Linked DNA regions of Mus musculus: regions 1, 2, 3, 4 and 5 are each linked to region 6. Evidence: chromatin contacts called from public promoter capture Hi-C data. All regions are on one chromosome and are shown on one strand. Each heading gives the region's core, a stretch centred on a gene start, on an enhancer-like site or on the middle of the called end of the contact. The rest is flanking DNA. Distances are from core to core; before and after follow the strand shown.

Region 1 (3,784 bases), core at 1,021-3,520, 610 kb after region 6:
CTCTTGGTCCTCGGGTAAACACCAGCTTCTTCAGCAGGGGCCACGGTGTCTCCCTATGTTACTAACCCAGAACACACCTTACATTCATTCCCCCGTGGCTCCTGTGGCTGCACCACACTGTCCTTCCAGAACCTGCTCCACATCTGCCACAGGACGTCTGAAATTCCTGTTCTGTTTCCAAGTTCTTCGACCTCCCCTTTCCTTCAGCTGATGTTCACTCTTCAGACCTTTGCCCAAATTTTCTTCATTAGAAACCTCTCCCATGGTCTGAGTCACGTACCCTCTCACAGGGCTGTCTGGGACACTGCCGAAGCACCTGAGTTTATGATGACACATTTCCTTTATGTAGTTTTTGTTGTTGTTTGGTTTTGGGTTGTTTTTTTTTTTTTTTTTTTTTGAAACAGGGTCTCATGATGTAGTCTATGCTGACCTCAAACACACAATCCTCCTGCCTCAGGAGGACTAGGACTACAGTGTTTTGTTTGGTTGACTTTGGGAAGCAGGGAAGGTAGAGTGTTTGTTCTGGCATGAAGACCTGAATCCAGACTCCCAGGACCCGTGTTAAAGCATACCAGCATTCGGGGCGGGTGAGAGGACCTCACCATAGGCTGATCCCAAGGGCTCATGGCCAGCTGATGTTCAGTGTAAGAACATGTATGAATAAATAAGGTGAATACCAGATATCAAACTCTGGCCAGCCACCACATGAGTGCTCGGGCACACACACACACACACACACAGGCATCCACACACAATTCTTACTTCTAGCCAGGGTATGGCTCAGTGGTAGAGCCTTTGCATAGCAAGTAGAAGGCAGTCCATCCCCAGAACCGCCAAAGGCAAAAAAACCAACCAACCAAACAAACAAAAACGCTAATTCTCCTTTTCTACCAGCTGGAAGAGGCAAGAGCATGGCCTATTTTTGCTCACTGTCTCCCAAACAAAGGTTGACTATAACATAGCATGTCATAAGATCAGATGGGGAAAGGTTTTCCAAGATCTTAGATCTATTTTTGTGACTGGCAAGCAAAGGCTACTTGCCGGGAAGAGGGGCAGGGTGTGTCATGCCCACTTCATTCACCACATGCAGGAAGTTCTCCATGCCTCCTCCCAGAACCCACTCCTGATGTCAACATGGCATTTGCTTCCAAGACCCGCCACCCTTCCTGCTTCGGTACTAGTCTCCGGCTCAGCTCCCTTCCCTCCTTCAAACCCTCTTGGCACAGCAGTAACCACACCTGATCGGGTTTCACAAGAAAGCCGGTGTGAGAATTCAAAAAGCTACTACTCACTGGATATCACACAATAAACTGTGTTTCACGGAGTCCTTAAAACAGCCTTGTGAAGTAAACCGTACACATATTTCCATTTTAATAGATGGGGAAACCGAGGTTCCAAGAGACAGGTAGCTTACTCAGATCGCGAAGCCTATGAGAAGCAGGTTGGAACCTGTACCCACTGACCCTTCACACCTAGTCCAATGCTTCCTAACATTAGCCGCCCCTGTTGTTCTAGGTAAGGCTGGTGGTGTCGGCGCTGTTGACACCTCACGGCTCCCCTGGTTCATGTGCATCCATACCCAGAACTTGTCAGCTGTCTGGGCAGCACGGAGGGATCCACAAAGCCGGCTACATTCTCAGGGCTGTTCCCAGCCTCCCGGTCTTTGCAAGGTTTCCTCTGAGTCACTGAGGAAACAGAGTCAAAACACAAAGACCCGCGCAAGGTCCCTGGATTCCCTCTCGTCCACCTACAGCATAACTAGGCAAGGCCAGAAGCCGGTGTGGGCCGCCAACCGGGACCCGCGGACAGAGGTCACTGCTCCGGGACACCGGGCAGCCGGCGACGCAGGGGATGCTGCAGTGCCGGCGGCTCCGGGCTCGGCCCAAGGTCACCCTCCCCGGCCACCCGGAGCGCCCCCTGGCGTCCCGTGCGGGCCTCCCCCCTGCCCTCGGGGACACGCCTGGAACCCCGGCTGGGGCAGGAGCGGGGCGGTGGGCAGAACACCGAGGCTGAGCCGGGGAGGAGCGGGAGGCGGGGCCCACCTGATAGCTGAGGACGCCGTCCGGCTCGTTGCTCCCGGCGGGCATGGCCGGGCGGAGCCTGGTCTCGCCGGTAGGTTCCAGGTTGAGCTGCAGCAGTCCGCGCCCTGTAGTCCAGTGTGAGACGATCGCACGCGCAGCGACCCCTACCCTGGATCCAAGGATCGGTCAACCATCAACCGGCGCCACCTTCATAGCCATCAGCCCGCGAGGCGCCCGCAGCAGCCAATCAGAGGGCGCCCCGAGCAGCCAATCAGCGCGCGGAGCACGGGAGGACGCTGTCCGGCGGTACCCTGGGCTACCAGGAAGAAGGGAGGAGGGCGCCAGAGAGCCAACCCCCTCCCCGCGCCGGTTGCCTTAGAAACCGCCTCCCCCCTTAGGGGGCCTCCGGGCTCCGAGGTCCTTCCTACTGCTTGCTAGGAACTGAAAATCCCTGCCTCTGTTTGCAGCTGCACCTGACTCTTGGGAAAGTGTCAGGTTTACCTGTTCTGATTTTATTCCTCGGAAGATGGGTTTTAAATTAATAGAAAATTTCCCTCCGAAACCAAGATGGCAGGAGGAAGTAATGAGAAGAGAGAGCCTTCTAAAATTACTTTTAACCCTTGAGTTAGTGGCCAGATTGAAGAGCGTTAGAGAGCAGCAGACAGGAAGCAGTCAAAGAGGCTGAGACTCGGGTCTCCCCAGTCTAAGACTGACAGCAGACAGTGGGGGTTGAGCTGAGGGTGATTTCAACGTGTCCAAAAGACATACTGTAAGACGAATTATTGTTCAGCAGCGGAACTAACCGATCTGAGGCGAGGTTGGAAAGTGAGGAGTAAGGCATTCGACTTGATCTGAGTTTAAAAGGAAACAGAGTAGGTTAACCATCCGTAGCTTGAGAGAAAGAAAGGGGCCTTTGTCTTCTGTCTCCTGAGAGTGGAGGTGAGTCCAAGCCATTGAGGGGAAAGGGATCGTGGCAATCAATCTCAGCCTCTGCCAAAACTGCAGAAAGGAGCATGACCCAGTACATGTCAAAGTTCAACCCTTATGGTGGTGCAGGCTCATCTAGCCCTCAGGAGGCTGAGGCAGGATAGCAGCAAGTTCAAGCCTGCCTAGACTTCCTGGTTAGACCTTATCTCACACAAAAATATTTTTTTTCAATCTCCACATATCATCAGTACACACTGTAATCAAAATAAGAAACAAGATTGGGCCTTAATGTCTCTGGAGCTGGGGAAATGGCTCGGTCTAAAAAGTTCTTACCATATAAGTGTGAGGAGCAGAGTTCAATCCGCAGCACCTAGGAAAACTGGGTCTGGAGGCAAAAGCTTGTGATCTCAGTGCTGGGGAAGGTAGAGACGGCAGAGTCCCCGGAGCTTGCCAGCCAGCCTCAGTCTCAACCAATCCATGATGAGCTGCAGACTTGGTGGGAGATTCTGTCAGAGAGTGCTGGAGAGACAGCTCAGCAGCTAAGGGAACTTGTTGCTGTTCTAGAGGACCTGGGTTGGGTTCCGGGTCCTCCATGGAGGCTCATAACCATCCAGAATGCCAGTCCCAGGGAATTTTTTCATCTCTTCTGAGCTCCTCAGGTGCAAGAAATAAATGTAGCACACAGACATAGATGCAGGCAGAACACCAATGCACATTAGAAAAAAAAAAAAATAGCCTCGCAGTGGTGGCACACACCTTTAATCCCAGCACTTGGGAGGCAGAGACAGGCGGGTTTCTGAGTTTGAGGCAGCCTGGTCTACAAAGTGAGTTCCAGG
Region 2 (3,769 bases), core at 489-2,988, 730 kb before region 6:
TGGAGGGCTCAGGCACCAAGAGCACCACCTCACCTCGGCAGGAGACACCGGTCCCATCGATGGTCACCTTACACACTGCACACACTGGAGTTTTCTTCCGGAAAACCTTCTCCCGGAAGCTGTGTGGTTCTGCTTTCCTCGGCTGCGGGTGGGATGACAGACAAATAGGGGTATGTGTTCCTAGTGGGCTCATCTCCAAGGCTGGGCAGGGACCTTTCCTTAGAGCGATGCTGCTTCCCTCTCTTCCAGCCAAAAGTCTGTGAACTCTAAGGCACACTTGGCCACAGCTGTTTCAGGGTAGTCATGAGGCCTGTCCTCTACAGGGCTTGGAATGTGACCCCTTGCGTCACCTTGGCTGGGTCAACTCCTCCCTAAGGGTTCACTCAGGACTTCTCACGTGGCGGAGCTATGTGATGTCCTTGTCACACACACCCCCACTTCCAATGTGAGGGCTTTCTGAATCTTGGCAGAGTGGGGGGTCTGACTCTCCTCCCATCTTGCCCTCCCCACAAGAGGCTTGTATACTGTGAGCTGACGGCCAGGACACACAAGCACTATCACATAATACCCAGACTGACTGCAGCCAGTTCTGAGCCCCTGGCTCTCAGTGTCCCCAAGCTCCAGGCAGCTAATATGACCCCCTCCCCCACGGTCAGAACAACATGTTTACTCTCTGTGCACTGAGGCGGCAGGCAGCAATTGTCTAAGACGTTCGCTCGGAAGGAGGAATAGCAGTGGGGACACACAGGCAGCTGCCTCGCTGCCTCTGCATGTTATGACAGGGGTGGCCAGGTTCTCCGGATGCCCCCTCCCCACCCAGAGGTAGTGAGGTCAGTGGCTGGCTGGGCTGCCACCAGTTGTCCAGGTCCCCCTTAGTCCCTACTCACTGCAAGTTTTCACTGCAGTTCTGACCCCTCCCACCCCAGTTCATCCCTCCTATCTAGAGTCTGTGGACAATCTCCCTCACTCCTCCCACCACTCCACTGCACATTCTTCACCGCTGTGTGTTCAAGCTCCCGCTGTCCCCTCCTCTCCCTGGATCTGCCCACCGTAGTGTGAAGAGGAGAATAACATGGGAGCAGCGTTGGTCCCTTAACGACTGGGGGCGAGACCCACCAGGACACTTGGACGCACTTGTGGATGATGACGTCGTGTGCAGATGACGTCAGTAGAAGGCACCCTCCCTTCCCTCATTGCCTTCTTCCCATACCTTTTCCCTCAAGCTTCCCCCGGAGGTCAGGGCTTGAGCTCTTAGCTGAACCCTCGGGGCCTATCCAGGCTCAAGCCAGGAAATACACAGAGAAGTCAAAACAGATGCTAGAATCACACTGCTACCCTACCCTAGCCACCTCAGGGGGTCAGGCGAAAGAAAGAGGAGGGGGATGCTGAGCCAGCCAGGAGAAGAGGCTGAAACTAGGAAGAGGGTCTGGTCTGGCCTGAATCCTGGCCCTCCCGCCTTGTCCGCACCTCCACCCTGCCCCACCTTTGCCCAGCTGGTGGGCACTCCTACCCTGCTGGTGGCCCGGCTGCTGTCCCTCCTCCCCAGGGCTCTGAGCAACCTTTCCACAGGGCCGCTGGACTTCATGGTGTCTGGCTGGCTGGACTCTTGGCTGCAGGGCCTGAACAATGCTGGGGCCTGGCCTGGGGCTTCCTGGAAGCAGCCTGCCGAGGCAGCCGCTTCCCTTGGGTGGAGGGGAGGCTGTCTGGCTGGTGTGTGGAGAAGCCTGGCCCTGGAAGTGGAGGGAAGTGCAGGCGGGAAGGGGGCAGGTCGCTGCTCCAGGAAGTGGGGTGGGGGAGGATGTGGGGGAGGCCAGGAGATCAGATTCCCAGGATCTACCCTGCTGGGAGTGTCAGCCTAAGATCTCTGGCTCTCCCCATCTCTGGAGCTGCCTCCCACCCAGTGGGCCACTGTGTGCAGGGGGTCTGCAGTCCTGAGATCCAGCCCTGGAATCAGCCAGTGGCACAGGGTGGGAATTCAGGTCTCAGGGCAGGGCTCAAGGGCCAGTGGAGAACACTGTGTCCCCGGCCAGTCTCTAGCCTGAACCCTCATGCTCCCTTGGGATTTCCTGTGGGAAGGGAGTGTTGCTGGGAACCAGTACCCCTGACAGCCCAGCACTCCACATCCTCAGGGTGAAAGAAAGTTAGGGATGAGGGCTAACTTCCCTGTCAGACGGGAGAAGGATCTTATAGTACCCTCCTCAACGCCAAGTTCCAGCGGGAAGGGCTAAGGGCTTACAGGAATGGTCCATCTTGCTGTAACCCAAAGCACTGGAGGTTCCTCCTGAACACCCCAGCTGCTCCTCTCCAGATACAACCCACAGTTCCTGGCTTAGCTCCCAGATCCTGCACCTGAGGTTCTACTGGGGACCCCACCCGCCCACCAGAATCTGAGCGCTACCTTCATGGCTCTTCTGGCCTGTCTCTCCTTCCTCTGTGGCTGTCACTGGACCCGAGGACTGGACAGGAGGCCCCCTCCCAACACATACTCCACCCTCTCTAGGGCCTCCTGCTTCCCTCCTGGGAATAGGGCCAACTTCCTGTCCCAGGAGTCAAGGGAAGGAGGTGTATGGGGCCCTTGGAAAGGATGGAACAACCTTCCTACAACAAGGGTCAACAGCCTGGGGGTTCCCAGCCCAAGCTCTAGACAGCAGCCTTTGGAATGCTGTAGCTAGCTGTCATTTGAAAGAATGTACACCGTGTCACCCTCATTTGCATGGTATTTACTGAATGTCCCAGTGCAACTCCTCCAGTTCTGGCACCTCTTGCAGGGTCCCACAGGACTCTCCTCTTTCTGCCTCACGCCCATCTGACAGATGAAGGGCTGCTCTAGTCCTCCCCAGGGATCCTTCAGAAGACCTGTCAGACTGAAGAGTCTGAGGCCTCTTCCCGCTGCATGCCTGTTCTCTAGGAAGCCCATCGTTGCCAGTGTACCCTGGCTAGAAGGCCCTGTGAGTGGCAAGGGGTGGGGCACCGTGCTGTAACTGGAGAGGGCCCCTGGCTCTGCAATCCCCACCTGAGTTCTGGCTGTGTCCCAGGACATTCCAGGCCGATGGCCAGGTGGGCAACCGGGGCTGTCCTGATTCCGCACCCAGCCCTGCTGGGGAAGATGGATCACTGCAGCGCCTCCCCTGATCAATTTTTTTTCCCCTCTGCTCCTATGGTACATGGGCCTACATCTGCAACCTCTGGTGGGACTGAAAGTCTTTTCCTCTGGAACAGGTTCCCAAACAGCCTCTGCCCTCACTGAACTTACACTGCCCACCTAGATCTAGAAAGTTAAGTGTCTAGTTGGCTCTGCGCGTCCCCACCGCAGGGAGTGTGGAGTATTTCTGAAAGTAGCTGAGGGCAAACAGTGCCTGAGGAATGGCAGCATTACCAGATCCTCACCTCCCACCTCCTGCCTGGAATATTCCAGAGCTCTTTTGATTCTCCCCAGCCGGGCCCCCTCTCACTCTGAAGCCTTGGGTTTGTTTGGAGAAACCCCTCCACCCACCCACACACCCCTCCTTCCTGGAAATAGCTGTGGTTGGATGAGAGGCCCGGAGCCGGGCCACAGAGGAGTGAGGCCCAGTAAAGGAGGGAGGGGAAGGGAGGTAGGATTCAAGGGTGTGTCTAGAGGGACCTAGGGGGTATCTAGGTAGGGCAGAAGTAGAAAAGGGTTAAAAGGAGAAATCAGCTTCATCTGTGTCTGCATTCTGCCTCAGTGTCTCAGATAGAGAAAACAGAGAGGAAAAAGTTTGCATGCACTCTGCCAGGCCAGGGCCGCAAC
Region 3 (3,958 bases), core at 855-3,354, 780 kb before region 6:
CTTTCGACTGCCTCTGCCTCCCAGGTCCTGGGTTTAAAGTCATGTGTCACCACCGCCCAGCTAGCCCAGTTCTTTTTTTTTTTTTTTTTTTTTTTTTGGTTTTTGGTTTTTGAAGACAGGGTTTCTTTGTGTAGCCCTGGCTGTCCTGGAACTCACTCTGTAGACCAGGCTGGCCTCGAACTCAGAAATCCACCTGCCTCTGCCTCTGCTTCCCAAGTGCTGGGATTAAAGGCATGCGCCACCACACCCGGCTCAAGCCCAGTTCTTTTTAATTTATAGTTGTAAGCAAACCTAACAGATTATTTATCTTAAGTGTGTGTGTGTGGGGAACGCCAGGGCCAAGAAGTGGGAGTGGGTGGGTGGGGGAGCAGGGCAGGGGGAGGGTATAGGGGACTTTCAGGATAGCATCTGAAATGTAAATGAAAAAATATCTAATAAAAATTGAAAAAAAATTGTGGATAGGGGAAAGAAATCTAGGTTGGCATTATCCAAACAATGTTACCAGACAATTTAAGTGAGGTTTTTGAATATTTATACAAAAGCTGCGGCTGCTAAGATATTCCAGTGGGTAAAATAATTTACTATGTAAACCTTGTGACTTGATTTTGATCATGAACTCACAGTGGAAGGAGAGAGCTGACTTCTAAAAATTACACAGACATATACAGACACACAGATACACACAGACATACACACACACAGACAGATACACACATACAGACACACACAGAGACAGATACACGCATACAGACACACACAGACATATACACACAGACACACACACACACACGCAGAGAGATACACAGATGCACACAGAGGAATGCACAGACACACACAGACAGACACACATAGACACAGTACTACTACTACTACTACTACTAATAATAATAATAATAATAATAGGGCTAGAGAGATGGCTCAGTGGTTAAGAGCACTGACTGCTCTTCCAGAGGTCCTGAGTTCAATTCCCAGCAGTGGCTCACAACCATCTGTAATGGAATCTGATGCCCTCTTCTGGTGTGTCTGAAGACAGCTACAGTGTATCATATACATTAAATAAATAAATAAATAAATAAATAAATAAATAAATAAATCTTAGATAAATAATGATTGGGGGGGTTTGTTTGTTTGTTTGTTTGTTGAGACAGGGTTTCTCTGTGTCGCCCTGGCTGTCCTGGAACTCACTCTGTAGACCAGGCCTGCCTCTGTCTCCCAAGTGCTAGGATTAAAGGCATGTACCACAACTGCCTTGGCTACTTTTTATTTCTTAGACAGGGTTTTCTGTAGCCCAATCTGGTTTGGATGTTATTGTGTGGCCAAGGGTGACCTCAAACTACGGATCACCTGGTCTCTACTTCCCAAGTGCTAGGATTACAGCTGTATGCCATCACACCAGTTGCCATCACACCAGTTGCCATCACACCAGTTTTATGTGGTGCTGCGCATCAGGTAGATTGGCACTCTACAAGTTTAGCCACATCCCCAGCCTGTCCTTTATGACTGCCGTGATCCCTCACCTCCATATGTCGAGTCCATTGCACCAAGTCTGGGGTTCCGTGTGTCCTTGCGTTCCCTAGGAGGAAGAACCAAAGGGGACTCACTAGGGAGGAGTTAGGTGTTCTGTGTGCTCACAGCCTCCGTTCCCAGTCAATATTTAGAATCGTGGGTAGAGCCACTAGCCAGGGAAGTGACACACACAGTGGCGAGAAAGAGCCTGATGCAATTGCTGGAAACAGGGGACCCAAAACAAGGAAGTACTCCATTCACCCCTAATGAAGGCCAAACCACGCTCTGAACATTTCTCCATTGCCAGTCCGCGTGCTGGGGGGAAAAGGGCAGAAACTGCCTTCTCTGGCTTCCCAGAACAGCCAGAGGAAAGGAAGTGGCCTTAGCGGCTAGCTCTTACACACACCCATCTCAGGCCCGCCTGAGTGTCTGGAGCGTGGGGGATGGGAGGGCGGCTCACCTTCTCCTCCACGGGCTCCCTTCTCCTGCTCCTCTCCCAGCCCTTCTCTCCTCCGAAGCTGGGGCACCTTTGGCTGCATGGTGCCAGTGTAGAGCGGACAGCACACAGCTGTTGTCTGTCTTCTTCCTTTCTTTCTTTCTCAATCTACCTACAGAGCTTGTGTCCCACTCAGAGATCTGACAACTCCAGGGACTAAAGTCCTTTCCGGAGCCCCGTTGAGGGTTAGATAGGTTATCTGCAGGCAGTGTTTCTCATACTCTGGCCCTGCCTGTGGCTTTCACAGCTCTCTCACCACAACCACTATGATCAGCTTCACGCTATTGCTATTTCACTTTCGGGAGTGAGTCTGTGCATCAGGTTGTGAGGGGGACTTTGCTTCCCCGAGGCTTATCACATAGCTTGGCTCTTCCTGGCTCTCTCTACCAAGACTGAAGGTCAGGGAGGGACCAGAAACATCTTCGTGTACCTTGTAGTCATTTTTCTGAGGGCACAGGATGAGGCCTGTAGTGACATGTGTGTGCAACAATATTTTTGTCAGGAGCTCTATTTGTGTCATGTGTGATGGTCGAGGCCCCTCAGTGTCAGCTCTTCCCTACACCTTGGGTTACCACATAAGCAGAAAGGGCAGACACACACTTATTCAACAGTAAATAGCGCCAGGGGTTGCCTTGCCTACCTATGTAACTTCAGGAAAGTGGACCAAACTTTTTAAGCTTCTTCTGAAAAAAAAAAAAAATTATGGGACAAAATGTCCCTACGTCATCAGGTGATTGCCAGCACAAATAAGGTAGTCTGGAGGTAGTCTGGATAAACCATACAGAGCCTGAGCACATTTGTTTCTTTCTGGTAGGCAGTAGGGCAGGTGAGTGCCTTGGGAGTTCCACTTTGGCAAATTCCTGCTGGGGATTAACTATTAATCCTCCTCCTCCATCAGTCCAGAGGTCAGTGATAGAAGCAAGATTGTAATCACTGTGATCTCGGACTGAGGCCAGGATCTCAGTCAGTCCCACAAGGGAGCTCCGGGTGGGTATCCGGGTGAGGATAAAGAAAGGGCTTGCTGCCTGTGGCAGTGGCAGTCTACTGTATTCCAAGGGCAATGGAAGAGGCTGGCTGTGCTCTGCAGGGAAGGTAGAAACACTATGACCAATGGGAGACAGTGAGCACGAGGCCCCAGATCTGAATGAGACAGACGCAGAGACGTAAGCCAGAGACACCCCCCCAATACTGTTTTATTAGTACACAAGCCAACAGCAATCTTTCTAACTAGCTGTGTAAAGGCCCAAGGGTGACAGGGACAATGGGGTGGGGCGTGAAGGTGGGTCTTGGGGCACAGAGTTATTCATTGCTTCACATACAGCTCAAATGACAGCCCCCTGTTCCTGCTGGCGTCCTGGAGGCTCCCTCGGGGCTTCACCCACTGCTCCTGGCAGAGCACTGAGTGCTTCCTTGACCATCTGGAGACACTGGCAAAGGCTGGCCCATCGGATCCACACACCAGCAGGGGCCACGGCGATTCCCCTGCGAGGAACGACACTGGGGAGAGAGGTGCAGGTCAGGGTGAGGTCCAGGCTTTGAGCAGGAAAGCATCTGAGAGCTCTTAGTTGCTTTACCTACTGAATAGGGCCCACTCTGCTAGGCCAGAGCAATAGCTTTCAAAATGCAGTTTCTGTCAACAGCCCAACATCACTTATGTTAGAAACTTGTGTTCACAGGCTAGCCCAGACCTACTGAGTCACAAAATGCAGAAGGGGCTCCACCAGCACCAGCTCAGACGCCTCCAGGTGATTCCCCAGGGCTCCCATTTGAGGCCACCACAAGGCCTTATCCTAGAAGAGACTTTAAGTCTCCCATTGCAATTGTTGGCCTTTGTTTTTCTTTCAGATCACGCTAGAGATGGAGCCCACAGTACTGCTAAGCAGAGCTTTGCCAACGAGCTATAAACTTCTTTTCATTTTACATTTTGTTTTGAGACAGAGGCTCGTGAAATTTCCC
Region 4 (3,979 bases), core at 18-2,517, 570 kb before region 6:
TGGGATCCGAGCTTTAGCCTGGCAGAGCCAACACTGCTCCATCTTTGCCTCAACCCAGTCTCTGCCCCTTTGCCCTCTGCTTGCTGAATGATGGAGAGGCGAGGGGGTGTGGGGAGCAGTCTCAAGGTCTTCTCCCACTATCTGTGATCCTGTACCTGAAGTCTCTCCAGCTCTGCTTGGGCTGTGCTTGGTTCTAGAAGCCTGACTGGGAAGAGAGTGGAGGCCGGTGTGAAGTGATCAGGAGTGTCCTGTTCTTCTGAATTGAGCAGGTGGAGTCCTTGTGGTCAGGAAAGGAGAAGGTTATGGGGGTACAGCATGAGACACTTGGGGCTTCTTGGATACATGTGCATTTTCAGTATTCCAAAATGTCTGGGCCCCACTGGGAAAGGTCCACCAAGGAAGAGCTTAGGGGTGGCCACAGTTCCAGCCCCAGGAAAAGCAGTTGGGTTCCTAAGCTTTGACACCCTGCCTGTGGTGACAGGGCATTCCTTTTCTTTCTTTGTCCTTTTATTTATTCATTTTTTTTGGTTTTGAGGCTGGGTGACCTTGAACTTTTGACCCTCCCACCTTCACCCCTAGGGTGCTGGGATATAGGTGTGCTCTGCTATGTCTAGTTAGAGTCAAAGCCATCCAGCCCACATTGTGTGCTCAGCCAGGCCTATGGCTGGGCAGGGACCCTCCTTTCTTCCTTGGATCCTCTTTACCCCACACAGGGTTCCCACCCAGCAGACACCTGCCAGTGTAGACAGAAGAGTAGCTGCTCCACCCCTGCACTGTCACCTGTGCCCCCCACGCTGGACCTGCCAAGAGACAGGAGGCTGTGGGCTGGGAGGGTGGGACTGGAGCAGGCCTGGGCACCCTCTCTACAACCCGTTGCCCAATGCACCTTCCCTTGCCACCTGCACAGCACTGGGCCCTGGGGCCTTGGCTTACCACAAGGCCCTGGGACAAACCCCACAAAACAGAGCCCCATTGACAGCAGGCCATCAGGGCTGCGTAGGAGGAGACCAAGCCAGCCACTGGGTGGTGAGGGTAGCTGTAGGAGCCCTATCATCCTGTTCCAAGTGAGGAGGGCTTACGGGGTGGGGTGGGGTGGGAGTGGGGGGAGTGGGGGTGGGGTGCTTCCCATCTCAAGTAGTCTCTGCTCAGGAGCAGCACTTCAGTCTCAGTGATGGCTGGGCGAGGCCCTCCCACATCCTGGGGGAGAGGAGATTCCCCCCCCCCCCGGCCCCTCCCTCTCACCTGTGGTAATCACAGCTGGAGTGCATGGAACCCAGGGCCAGCCCAGCTGGGAAAAGATAAAAAGGTGTTTGGTGGCTCAGTAGCTCACTCCGGCTGATTCCCTCCTGCTCTCAGCTGCTTTCTCGCTGACAATCATGCGGTCCTCTTTGTCCAGGCAGACTTTCTCCACTAAAGGAGGCTTCAGCTCTAACTCAGCCAGCGGAGGTGGTGGGAGTCGGATGCGAACCAGCTACAGCTCAGTGACTATGTCCAGGGGGAGCGGCGGTGGCGGTGGGGTCCGCTCTGGGTCCAGCTCCGGGGGCTTTGGCAGCCGGAGCCTCTACAACTTGGGAGGCAAGAATATCTCCGTCAGCATGGCTTGTGGGGCCTCCTCTGGCCGGGCACTAGGAGGCTTTGGCAGTGGGGCCTATGTGGGCCTAGGGGCTAGCAGGCAGACATTTGGGCCAGTCTGTCCTCCCGGGGGCATCCAGGAAGTCACTGTCAACCAGAGCCTGCTGACGCCTCTCAATGTGGAGATAGACCCCGAGATTCAGCGGGTGCGCACCCAGGAGCGCGAGCAGATCAAGACCCTCAACAACAAGTTTGCCTCCTTTATTGATAAGGTGGGTGGGCAAAACCGGGGTGAGGTGGAGTGGGGTGGAAGCTGAACCTCTAATGGGGGGTGGTCTGGGCAAAGGCAGTTTTTACCATGTGCTCTAGATGTGCAGGGTGGGGTGATGAACAGAGACGGTGGTTTCTGCCTGTCGGAGGTTGGGGCTAAAACCTGCTGGCCGGGGTTCCTTCTGTGAATGAGAGGCCCAGCCCACCTGTGTTGGAGCCTTTCCTATACCGCTAAGCATTAGCCTTACCCCATTATTAAAAGATGTGTGGTCCTCAGTGTTCCTGTCAGGGAGTTGGCCTTTGATGACTTGAGTCATTTTATAGCTGTGGGCAACAGTGCACGGCTCAGGAATTCCACAAACCATCCAAGGTTGAAGCCTTGGAATTCTGTCTGTCCTCTCCAGCTGAAGAAGCCTCGGGGTCAGGCACATTGAGAACCTGGAGGGCAAGAGGAAGCCCTTTGCCCTCCCTTGCCTGGTTCCCCCTTCCGGCTACCACGAGGAGGGTGGCCACCCTACAGTTTGAACACTCTGGGAGTGTTCTGGATCCCCGTCTCACCTACAGGGTGACTGGGATCACTCTGCTACCACCTCTCTCATTTCTTGCTCCATTCCTTCAGCACTGTGTACCTTGGCTCTGCGCCTAGGCTGCGAGATCAGGCTGAGGCATAACTCCATGATTTGAACTTTTAACACAGAAGGGCCCTACCTCCTTTCTCGTGTGTCACCCTTAGGGTTCCATGAAGAGCCTGGGTAGGCGAGGCTTTGCCCATTTTTACACTATGAAAACTAAGGCATAAAGTGGTCCTGAGACTTGCTCAGGATTGCACTGGTATATGAGGCATAACTGTGAAGAAGGCTGCAGAGTTCCACAGTCCTGGGCACTGAGGTGTACCTGCAACAGGGCTCCTGGCCAAGTGACTAGGCCTGGGGTGCTGTGGAGGTGGCACCTGGAGGGACTGGGTGGCAGAGGGTTAGGGAAGTTGTGTCACCTACCTCTTGCCCTTTTCCCTAGTGACTCTTGGTTCTTTTGTGAGCTGCTGTGGGTGCTGGAAATTGAATCTCGATCCGATGGAAGAGCAGCCAGTACTCTTAACTAGTGATCCACCTCTAGCTCTGTTTCTCCAATGCTATTTATTTTATTTATTTATTTTTATTTTATTTGTTTTAGTTTTATTTACGTGTGCATGTATGTCTGTGTGATGGTATTGGATCCTCGGGAGTTGGAGTTACAGACAGTTGTGAACTGCTATGTGGGAGGTTGGATTTGAGCCATATATATATGATTTTTTTTTTTTTTTTTGGAAACAGGGTTTCTCTGTGTAGCCCTGCCTTTCCTGGAACTTGCTCTGTAGACCAGGCTGGCCTCGGAGACTGACCTGCCTCTGCCTCCTGAGTGCTGGGATCAGAGGCGTGCAGCATCACCGCCAGGCTTCTGTGATATTTTAAACAGTTGACTGATGCGGAGTTGGTCTCATAAACACTGGCCCCATCCAGTTTCATCCGGGACAAGTGGGAAAAAAGTGAGACAGAGAACAGAATGAGTAGCTCAGGTGACCAGCACACACACACACACACACACACACACACACACACACACACACACACACACGTGTTTGTTAACTCTTTCAAGTCCTTTCTGTCTGTTTGGATGCTGCTCCCCAAGTGATACCCACCCATCCTTCCCTCCTTCCTTCCCTGGTCAGGTACGCTTCCTGGAACAACAGAACAAGGTGCTGGAGACGAAGTGGGCGCTGCTGCAGGAGCAGAGCCAGAACACGGGGGTCGCCAGGAGCCTGGAGCCTTTCTTTGAGAATTACCTGAGCACCCTGAGGAGGCAGCTGGATACCAAACAGAGCGAGCGGGGCCGGCTGGATATGGAGCTGAGGAACGTACAGGATAATCTGGAGGACTTCAAGAACAAGTGAGGGACACACACGCTGCTCTATGAGACAGAGCATGACCACTCCCACTCAGGCAGAGCTGCCCCTACTGGGGGCAGGGGCAGGGGCAGGGGCAGGGGCAGGGGCAGGGGCAGGGGCAGGGGCAGGGGCAGGGGCGTGTTTGTGTATGTGTGTGCTTCATGTTTGTTTATTGGTTGATTTGTTGTTTTATTATTATTATAATTATTTTCAGAC
Region 5 (3,806 bases), core at 400-2,899, 630 kb before region 6:
TGGGTCTCTGTCCCTTTGCCTATATGTGCCCATAGAGCAGTCCTGGGTGTTTCTCCTAGGGGGGCGGAATCCATAGACAGTTCTCTTAGTAGGTGCTTACTCTTTTCCCTGGCTATGGGGTGGTGTCTGCTACCGCCCAGTTCCCCAGGGAATTTGGATATCTGTCATCTATTGGTTTCCTTAATTGAGATCCACCCAATCCCCACATCACACCCTGAAGTGCCTTCCAGAGAGCCCAACCCATCAGGTAATTTAATTGCAGGTGGAATCTTTGCCTTGGGGACCCAAACCTCTTGCCTGCTTGCTCCACCCAGGCCTGGAGGGCCTTGCTCTGCTCCCCAGTCTCCAACCTCTCACAGGTGCAGGCTGTGCCCCAGCTTGTTCTCCTGACTCACTCTGATAATGGGATAATGAGTTCAGAGAGACAGGTGCAGGGAGACAGGGTACTATCCTCATCACATCTGGCCAGCCTGGGGCCGGGGGCAGAGGAGAAGGGTCCAGGTGGCTGGAGAATGAGTCACCACCAGCAGGGCCATCCCGTTCCAAGGCACCATGAGTCACTGCCCTGGCAGCCTGGGGAAGGTGTCTCCAAAGAAGCGATTGCAACAAAGCCCCTGTGCCTCTATTCTCTGGGGTCTCCCTTTTCTGCCTTGGCCTCTGTCCCTCAGTCTTTGTTATTCCTCGAGGCCTCTGTCTGGTCTGGGGAATTCTCTCGGGTCTGGGTAGGAAAGGAGAATACTGTGCTGTGTCCAGAGAGAAGAGCTGCGTTTGATTTCTCTTTACCTTGCACAAGAGAGAAGACAGCTAGAAGCCTGTGTTTCATTCATTCCTCAAATATCTACCTACCTTCCCACCCCCCTTTGCCAGCCTATGGGTGCAGGATGCTGCACAGGTAGCGGGGTGGGGTAGTGGTGTTAGCTGTAACCTGGGCAGACAAAGCAAACAGGAGCTTGGGAACGAAAGGGCCCTGCTGGTCAGCCTGGCCAGCTCCACCTAAAGGAGGTCTCTTGGAGGTATTAGGAGAGACCAGCCAGAGATGTGGTGGATGAGGCACACCCTCAGTCCTAGTGCTGGCTGGTAAAGGCCGGTGCCGGCTTTGGTTAGGCTTCAGGGTACTTATACCCCCAAAGGGGTTGTGACCCCCCCCCCCCAAGATTCTGAACCACAGGATATTTGATATGTCACCTCTGGGAAAACATAGCTCTATCCCTAGAGGGATTGCAACCCACTGGTGGAGAACCTACAGCATATCTGTTACGTGACTCCCGAGGAAGGGCCCTTCCGACCTTCCTTGAGTTTCAACTTCTAGTGAGTTCTAGTAGCTTGCCTGTGTTGAGTTGAGACCCAGTGTTTTAAACTAAAATGCCTGGGAACCCTTTCAGCCCAAGTAGTTCTCACAGGAGGGCAGGAGATAAGACAGCTTAGGTCAGAGATCCCAGGCTCACTTCCTGCCTTCACAGGGATCAATTGCTCTCTCCTGGATTTTTAGGGTGGGGCTGGAGAGGGATCCCGGGTGGGAACAGCTCTCTGCTGCCCTCACCTGAGTCCCGTCTGGAGGTTGCAGACGTTGGGTTAGGCCCTGCCCTCTAGTGTCTAGCCACTCAGGTAAGAGGCCCTTTTCCCTCCCCTGGGGCTGGCCTCTTCTTTTATAAAGGGCCTTCGCTGGGCGCTGTCCCACCGTCTAGAAGCAGCTGCTTAGCTCGCTCTCGAACCTCCGTCTTCAGCTCACTGCCTTCGCTCCAGACTTCACCATGTCCATCAGGGTGACTCAGAAATCCTACAAGATGTCCACCTCCGGTCCCCGGGCCTTCAGCAGCCGCTCGTTCACGAGTGGACCCGGTGCCCGCATCAGCTCTTCCAGCTTTTCCCGGGTGGGCAGCAGCAGCAGCAGCTTCCGGGGAAGCATGGGCACCGGCGTGGGTCTGGGCGGCTTTGGCGGGGCTGGTGTCGGGGGCATCACAGCCGTCACGGTGAACCAGAGCCTGTTGAGCCCCTTGAAGCTGGAGGTGGACCCCAACATCCAGGCTGTGCGCACTCAGGAGAAGGAGCAGATTAAATCCCTGAACAACAAGTTCGCCTCCTTCATTGACAAGGTGAGACCCCTCTCTTCCCGACTAACCGTCCTGCGCTCGCTCTTTCTTCTGCTGACACAGAGATGCGTACATCTCTCCTCGCACCCCCCATGAGCTCCTGTTGGGACCCACCCATTCTGGCCACACTCTCTTCTACTTCTCTCATACCCTTTGGCTTGGGCCCAGAGGGTCTGAAGTGCTTGTGACTAAATCTTGGAGCACCTTCCCATTCACTGGAGGGCCTGGTCCCTTCCCTGTGGCTTTGCTCTCTGGTGGCGGGGACGCCCCCTCGCCCCCCCGCCCCCAACTGCCCCAAGGTTTCCTCATGGTGCCCCGTGCATTGTGTATTTTTCTATCTTCCTGTTAAATAATGGAGGGCGGTGTAAGGATTTTAGAAGGTTTCAGGTGTCTTGATTGAACCCGACAAACGCATATGGAGGTCTTTGGTGCCCAAGGCTAGAGAGTGGGGGCTCCAGGCTGAGTCACTGCTCGGCCCCTGCCCTGCTCCAGTGGGCGGGGCCGCTGTAGAGCCAGGGCGGAGGTCTTGGGTCTGCCCTTCCACCAGGAGTGGGGTGGGGTGGAGGGGAGGGTGAGTCTCAGGGCTCCGCCTCGGGAAGGCCCGTGCGAGATTCAAAGTCTGCGGGCGTTGGACACTCCGCTCCTGTTTCACGACCTGTTAAGACCGGAGTTTATGGCCTCAGATAGCGTCGGCCTACCCACGCCCCTCTGCGAGCTTGGCCCTTGTACCCCTTTCACTCTTTCTACGGTGGCTCCGCCCCAACTGCCTGGTTCCTTTGCAAGCCGAAAGCCAGGCCAGGTTTTGCAGTCCTGTGGCACAGTGGCCTTCGTGGCCCCGGGACGATTGGCCCTTTTTTGCTGACTGGCTCCTGAGAGGCGGTGTGGGAACGGGAGGAGGGAAAACACGGGGCTGAGCCTGTGGAATCACAGGACGCCCCAGGAGCGTCTGCCTCTTCTTCACAAGGGTTTACTAGCTCCAACGGTCCGGTCCCTAACTCCCCCTAGAATCCTGATGGAGAGCAGTTGGCTCAGACATGGCATGTGCCTTGTGGTTACAGGGCCCGGCAATTTCCTCCAATGGGCCATCTTGTCAAGTTTGACTTCCTCTTCTGTAAAATGGACACGACAGGCCCCAAATCAGTTTCTCTGCCTGTTCAGCTCAAAGTGTGACGAGCTTTAGCAGCACCTGGCCCGAATTCAGCATTCCATTAGAATGGATTACTTGGGTTATTATTATTATTATTATTATTATTGTAATTACGGGGAAGAAAGGATTTATAGTGTGGGTTGTGGGAAGGTAATCCGATTGTTCCCACAGGATGGCTTTCTAGTTTCCCCCCAGTTTAAAAAGTTAGCGCTCCGGCCTGAGAGTGTGAAGTGCATTTTGCTCCTATGGAGCAGTCAGGCTATTATCCTTACAAAAGGCTTTTCCCTGTACCACGTCTTGGATTGTGCGCTCTAAGATGTGAAGGGGGCAGGGAGGGCGGGGTTGGTTGTGGACAAGTGGGAAGAGGGTCGTGGGACTCCCAAGGCTAAGGGGTCTCCAAGGCTGCTCCAACAGGGTGGGAAGGATGGAAGGAGACGTACCTGCCTGCTCTCTTGCTTCATCTTCTGCTAAAAGTGGGCCCTTGTGGAGAAGGGGCTCCCAAAAGCGCCTACCTGAGCCTTCTGGAGCTATTTGCAGGGTTGGGGAGACCCAGACCAAGTTACACAGCT
Region 6 (3,731 bases), core at 129-2,628:
TACCAGACACACCAGGCTGCTGAGTGGGGTACATATAGCATGCCACAGAAGTAGGGCATACATTGTCCTGGGAACCCAATTACCCACGGTAGATCCTGGAATCCAGGATCCAGACAGACTCCTGATGCAGAATTCTGTATCCAAGTGAACCAGAAGTGCCCATTCATGGGAACCAGGCCTGGACCCCAGGCAGGTGTAGGTCATGTGGCTCAACCATCATGCCTGGTTAAAATGTGTGACTGCCTCGGTCCCCTCAAAGGCCGAGTCCCCTTGGTTTTTACAGACACACCCTTCTCTGAGCTCAGGGAGATTATGCTGGACCTAGCAGGGTGGGTAAGAAGAGGCCATCTCTGGATAAGGAAGAGCAGGCCCTGGCTGAGCACTGGGCTGAGAACCTTTGTAGTTTCCAGAAATTCCTTGGGCACCTTGATGCCTGTTTCCGTACCAGATTTTCCATGAAGAAGGTAGAAGCTGTACGGGTAGCCATGGAGGAGGAACGGGAAGAAGAGTGAAGGAGAAGGCAGGGCAAGGAGCTGGACACCTGGAGGCAGAACTACAGCCAATCAGAGACCCTCTTGGCCCCTGGAGCGGGGGGGGGGGGGGGGGGGGGGGAGAGGACTCTGAACCCAGGCCAGCTGTTTGGAGTGGGTCCTCTACTCTGCTTGTGACTGAAATCTTAAGCCCATTTTTCAGATGAGGGTAAAATACAGCCACATAATTGAGGTTTTCTACCAGTGGGAACAACCAAGCTGACTCCGCACGCAACCCAATGTCACGTCACGTTTCAAAAACCAAGAGCTCTAGGCCTCGGTCATGTGCTTCCTGCAGGCCTTGAGTCAGTGGGGTGCACTCGGCTGGTCCTCAGTAAGGGAGAGAGGGCAAGAGGGAATGGGAAATTAGCAGGGGACACTGACAGATGGATAAGATAAATAATAAGGGGGCTGTTTTCCAACAACAGCCTGGCATGGCGCCCAGGGCAGTCATCACCCTTGGAGCTCAGGGCTACACTTGCTTCATCTTTTCCAGAAGTATGCGAGCCCAGATACGTCAGCCTTTCGGTATGCAGCGTGATCTGTGGCTGGCTGCCCGCCTTTCTCCCTGCTCCTTCCTTCAGAACTTCGCCTTCTTGGCACTGACCACCCGGCCCCACCCTGCCCCACCCAGCCAGCCCGGCCGCAGGCCCCCTCCTCAGTCAGGCCCCTCTTGCAGGGGACTGTGACAAGCCCCTTCAACAAGGCAGAGCCCCTGTAGGGCAGACAGAAAGCTGTGGTACGGGGAGGGCGGGAGCCACATCATCTAACTAACAGGTTGGTCTGGCTTGGAGGAGTCCCGCCCTCCTGTAGCTAATGAACACTATGCAACAGGTGTTTTCGCCTCAGTCCCCAGCCGGCCCTGGATGTGACAGGAGGCGGCTGCCAGCCACCAACTCCAAATCTCCCTAGCTCACTGGTGAGCCCTCCGGCTCCCAGGCCCAGGGGGGCCACCATGGCCTACCGCTCCTGCGTCGTTGGCTTCAGCAGCCTCAGCGGCTGTGAGATGACCCCTGCGGGCAGTCCCCAGCCTGGGACCTCAGGATGGGGCAGCTGTGGGCTCCCTGGGCCTGGCTTCAGCTCTCGAAGCCTCACAAGCTGCAGGCCAGCTGGCACCATCCCCAAGGTGACTGTGAACCCCAGCCTGCTGGTGCCTCTGGACCTCAAGGTGGATCCAGCTGTTCAACAGCAGAAGAATCAAGAAAAGGAGGAGATGAAGGCTCTCAATGATAAATTTGCCTCCCTGATTGGCAAGGTGAGCTAAGTGGGAGAGGGCACCAAAACAGAAGGGCCCCAGGCTTTCCAGGTGACCTGGCTGGTGGTTCCCTGAGCATCGGTCATGCCCCGCCCCTGATCCCAGCCAATGGGGATGCAGCATGGCTAAACCTGCAGAGATGGGTTAGGGAAACCTGATACATCCTGGTGTCTGGGGTGAAAGGAACTTCAGGGTGACTCTGCGGGGTACTGGATAAGGGTGCACTACCTGGCTGGGGATGGGAGGGCTCCGTGTACCCCTGTAACAGTCAAGGGGTGCTTCTCGGGATGGCCTATGGAGGTGTGGCCTGCTGACTTCTGCCCAGGTGGGTGGATGGGAGATACTGCTAAGATGCCCTCAAAACCCCAAGCCTCTGTACCAGCATCTCCCTCCCACCCTGCTGGCTTTCCCCATTCATCCGTAGAGCCACTGTTCTGGCAGGTCCAAAGGGGTGGGGGTGGGAGCGGGGGCAGAAGGAGGCTGCCATGGAGTTTGTATGAGTAAAGACGCAACTTTGGCTTGTCAGGAGAAAGGAATGTAGAGGACTGTGTCAGAATCCAGCCAGCAGCCAACAGTTGGCCTGCTTTGCACTCACCTAGGTGGAAGGAACAGGCCCCTAACAACATGGCCCCCACACTTCCTAGACTCACTGCCTGCAGCTAGCCTAGGGCTTCAGGAAGTCCTGTCTACCTTCCAAGCCTGTGCCCACTCAACCACTCCAAGAAGCCTCTGTGAACAATCCTCCCAGCCCTGCTTCCTCCTGTGTCAGAGCCGCACTGACTGAACTACACACTGGTGTGCTAGGCACCACAGGGCACCTCACAGGTTCACCTCAAATCCCCTTAACTGTAAAGAAAGACATCTCATGACTTTGCGCAGAACAGGGAACCCTGGCCAGTCCTTATCTGCCTCTTGGTTTCTGAGTCTGCAAACCCTTGCACATTTCTGGGGTCCTGAGCTGTGGGGGTGTACAGACAGACAGGCAGTGAGAAGAGAGTGCCACGTGTGGCCTGGATGCCTGAATGCCACAGGAACGTAGCAAGGCGGCGGTGGGCCAGTGCTAACTAACATCACTACAAACGTTGTTTTCCCAGCTGTGCAGATGAGGCAATAGGACCAGAGAGACTCATTGCATTGCCCAGAGTCACAGAGCCAACAACTGATACGGTTTATATTTAAACTCAGGTCTGTGTGTGTATGATGTGTATGATGTGTATGTGTGTATGACAGACAGACAGACAGACAGACAGACAGACAGACAGACAGACAGATAGACAGAGACAGAGAGAGAGAGAGATCTGAGGCAGAAATGGTGTCTTTCCCTGCCTCTTCTGACTAGTTCAGAGTCTCCTCATTTACATCCAAGATGCCCACATTGGGGGAGGAGCAAGAAGACCTTTCCACAGCTGCAGATGGAACCCACGGCCTGAGAGGTAGGCCCTGCAGAGGTGCCTCCTTGACAAGCCTGGCTAATCCCTTAAAAGGAGTGCTTCGCTGAACTATGTAATTTGGCTCCCATGGGTGGCTTTTCTCTCCTTCGAACGATTGCCAATGCTGATGTCACTCTGTGCCACTGCCATGGGCACCGGGTGGGAACCGTGGGTGTGGGCCCAGGGAAGGAGCCCTCACAGTTAGGGTCCTTGAAGGTCCTTAGCAGAACTCAAGCTTCCTAGCTCTCAAAGTTGGCCTTGAGGTGGGGTGCCCATCACTGTAGGGTACAGGGAACTATGGGTTCCAGCCCTGTGCTAAGCAGAGGCTTGGGAGACCCCAAGGGACTAAAAAAGTATTAGAACCCTATTTCTGAGTTTGAACCCTGGACCCACCACCAGTCTGCTGTGTAACTGCAGGCAACCTGCTGAACCTCTCTGGGCCTCAGTGCACATCCATGTAATGGGTTTCTCAATCAAATGGGACGACTTTTGAATAGTAGTTGGAACACATCTAGC

The links. Promoter capture Hi-C pulls out the DNA fragments that hold promoters and counts their contacts.
Region 1: a contact with region 6 is called in a promoter capture Hi-C map of liver, with 4 times the contacts expected there. The contact joins the promoter of Slc4a8 here to the promoter of Krt80 in region 6. A contact is called at or near these places in 4 of 39 promoter capture datasets (liver, pre-B cells and stem cell-derived epiblast-like cells) and 1 of 115 datasets of contacts at active chromatin or transcription factors (pancreatic cancer cells).
Region 2: a promoter capture Hi-C map of the HPC-7 cell line shows a contact between it and region 6, with 6 times the contacts expected there. The contact joins the promoter of Tns2 here to the promoter of Krt80 in region 6. A contact is called at or near these places in 8 of 39 promoter capture datasets (the 3T3-L1 cell line, the C10 cell line, the HPC-7 cell line and 4 more), 1 of 484 Hi-C or Micro-C datasets (muscle stem cells), 3 of 115 datasets of contacts at active chromatin or transcription factors (the 3134 cell line, embryonic forebrain and pancreatic cancer cells) and 2 of 9 other capture datasets (embryonic stem cells and liver).
Region 3: a promoter capture Hi-C map of the HPC-7 cell line shows a contact between it and region 6, with 5 times the contacts expected there. The contact joins the promoter of Soat2 here to the promoter of Krt80 in region 6. A contact is called at or near these places in 7 of 39 promoter capture datasets (the 3T3-L1 cell line, the C10 cell line, the HPC-7 cell line and 2 more) and 3 of 115 datasets of contacts at active chromatin or transcription factors (CD8 T cells, acute myeloid leukemia and pancreatic cancer cells).
Region 4: a contact with region 6 is called in a promoter capture Hi-C map of embryonic stem cells, with 9 times the contacts expected there. The contact joins the promoter of Krt79 here to the promoter of Krt80 in region 6. A contact is called at or near these places in 13 of 39 promoter capture datasets (the SN4741 cell line, cranial neural crest, embryonic stem cells and 6 more), 1 of 15 datasets of contacts at CTCF or cohesin (the NIH/3T3 cell line), 1 of 484 Hi-C or Micro-C datasets (nephron progenitors), 5 of 115 datasets of contacts at active chromatin or transcription factors (embryonic basal ganglia, embryonic stem cells, pancreatic cancer cells and 1 more) and 3 of 9 other capture datasets (adipose tissue, embryonic stem cells and liver).
Region 5: a promoter capture Hi-C map of second pharyngeal arch cranial neural crest shows a contact between it and region 6, with 8 times the contacts expected there. The contact joins the promoter of Krt8 here to the promoter of Krt80 in region 6. A contact is called at or near these places in 12 of 39 promoter capture datasets (the HPC-7 cell line, HPC-7-derived erythroid cells, the SN4741 cell line and 8 more), 6 of 115 datasets of contacts at active chromatin or transcription factors (acute myeloid leukemia, double positive thymocytes, embryonic stem cells and 3 more) and 2 of 9 other capture datasets (adipose tissue and embryonic stem cells).

Annotation. Positions count from the first base shown.
Region 1 is chr15:100,760,233-100,764,016 of GRCm38.p6, reverse strand. Slc4a8 (solute carrier family 4 (anion exchanger), member 8) reads right to left here and starts at 2,270. Exons shown (of 25, transcript NM_021530.2): 1 at 2,043-2,270. The coding sequence starts at 2,087. Gm52175 (a long non-coding RNA gene) reads left to right here. Exons shown (of 3, transcript XR_003951485.1): 3 at 1,091-1,328.
Region 2 is chr15:102,100,903-102,104,671 of GRCm38.p6, reverse strand. Tns2 (tensin 2) reads right to left here and starts at 1,738. Exons shown (of 29, transcript NM_153533.3): 1 at 1,511-1,738; 2 at 34-142. The coding sequence starts at 1,585.
Region 3 is chr15:102,148,721-102,152,678 of GRCm38.p6, reverse strand. It overlaps Soat2 (sterol O-acyltransferase 2), which reads right to left and starts at 2,104. Exons shown (of 15, transcript NM_146064.1): 1 at 1,967-2,104; 2 at 1,518-1,573. The coding sequence starts at 2,045. It overlaps Igfbp6 (insulin-like growth factor binding protein 6), which reads right to left. Exons shown (of 4, transcript NM_008344.3): 4 at 3,167-3,499. The coding sequence ends at 3,377.
Region 4 is chr15:101,937,612-101,941,590 of GRCm38.p6, reverse strand. Krt79 (keratin 79) reads left to right here and starts at 1,267. Exons shown (of 9, transcript NM_146063.1): 1 at 1,267-1,844; 2 at 3,548-3,765. The coding sequence starts at 1,377.
Region 5 is chr15:102,002,185-102,005,990 of GRCm38.p6, reverse strand. Krt8 (keratin 8) reads left to right here and starts at 1,649. Exons shown (of 9, transcript NM_031170.2): 1 at 1,649-2,093. The coding sequence starts at 1,752.
Region 6 is chr15:101,367,809-101,371,539 of GRCm38.p6, reverse strand. Krt80 (keratin 80) reads left to right here and starts at 1,378. Exons shown (of 9, transcript NM_028770.3): 1 at 1,378-1,785. The coding sequence starts at 1,486. All of the region lies in intron 1 of Gm35853 (a long non-coding RNA gene), which reads right to left. It overlaps Mir1941 (microRNA 1941), which reads right to left and starts at 2,188; the gene lies at 2,106-2,188.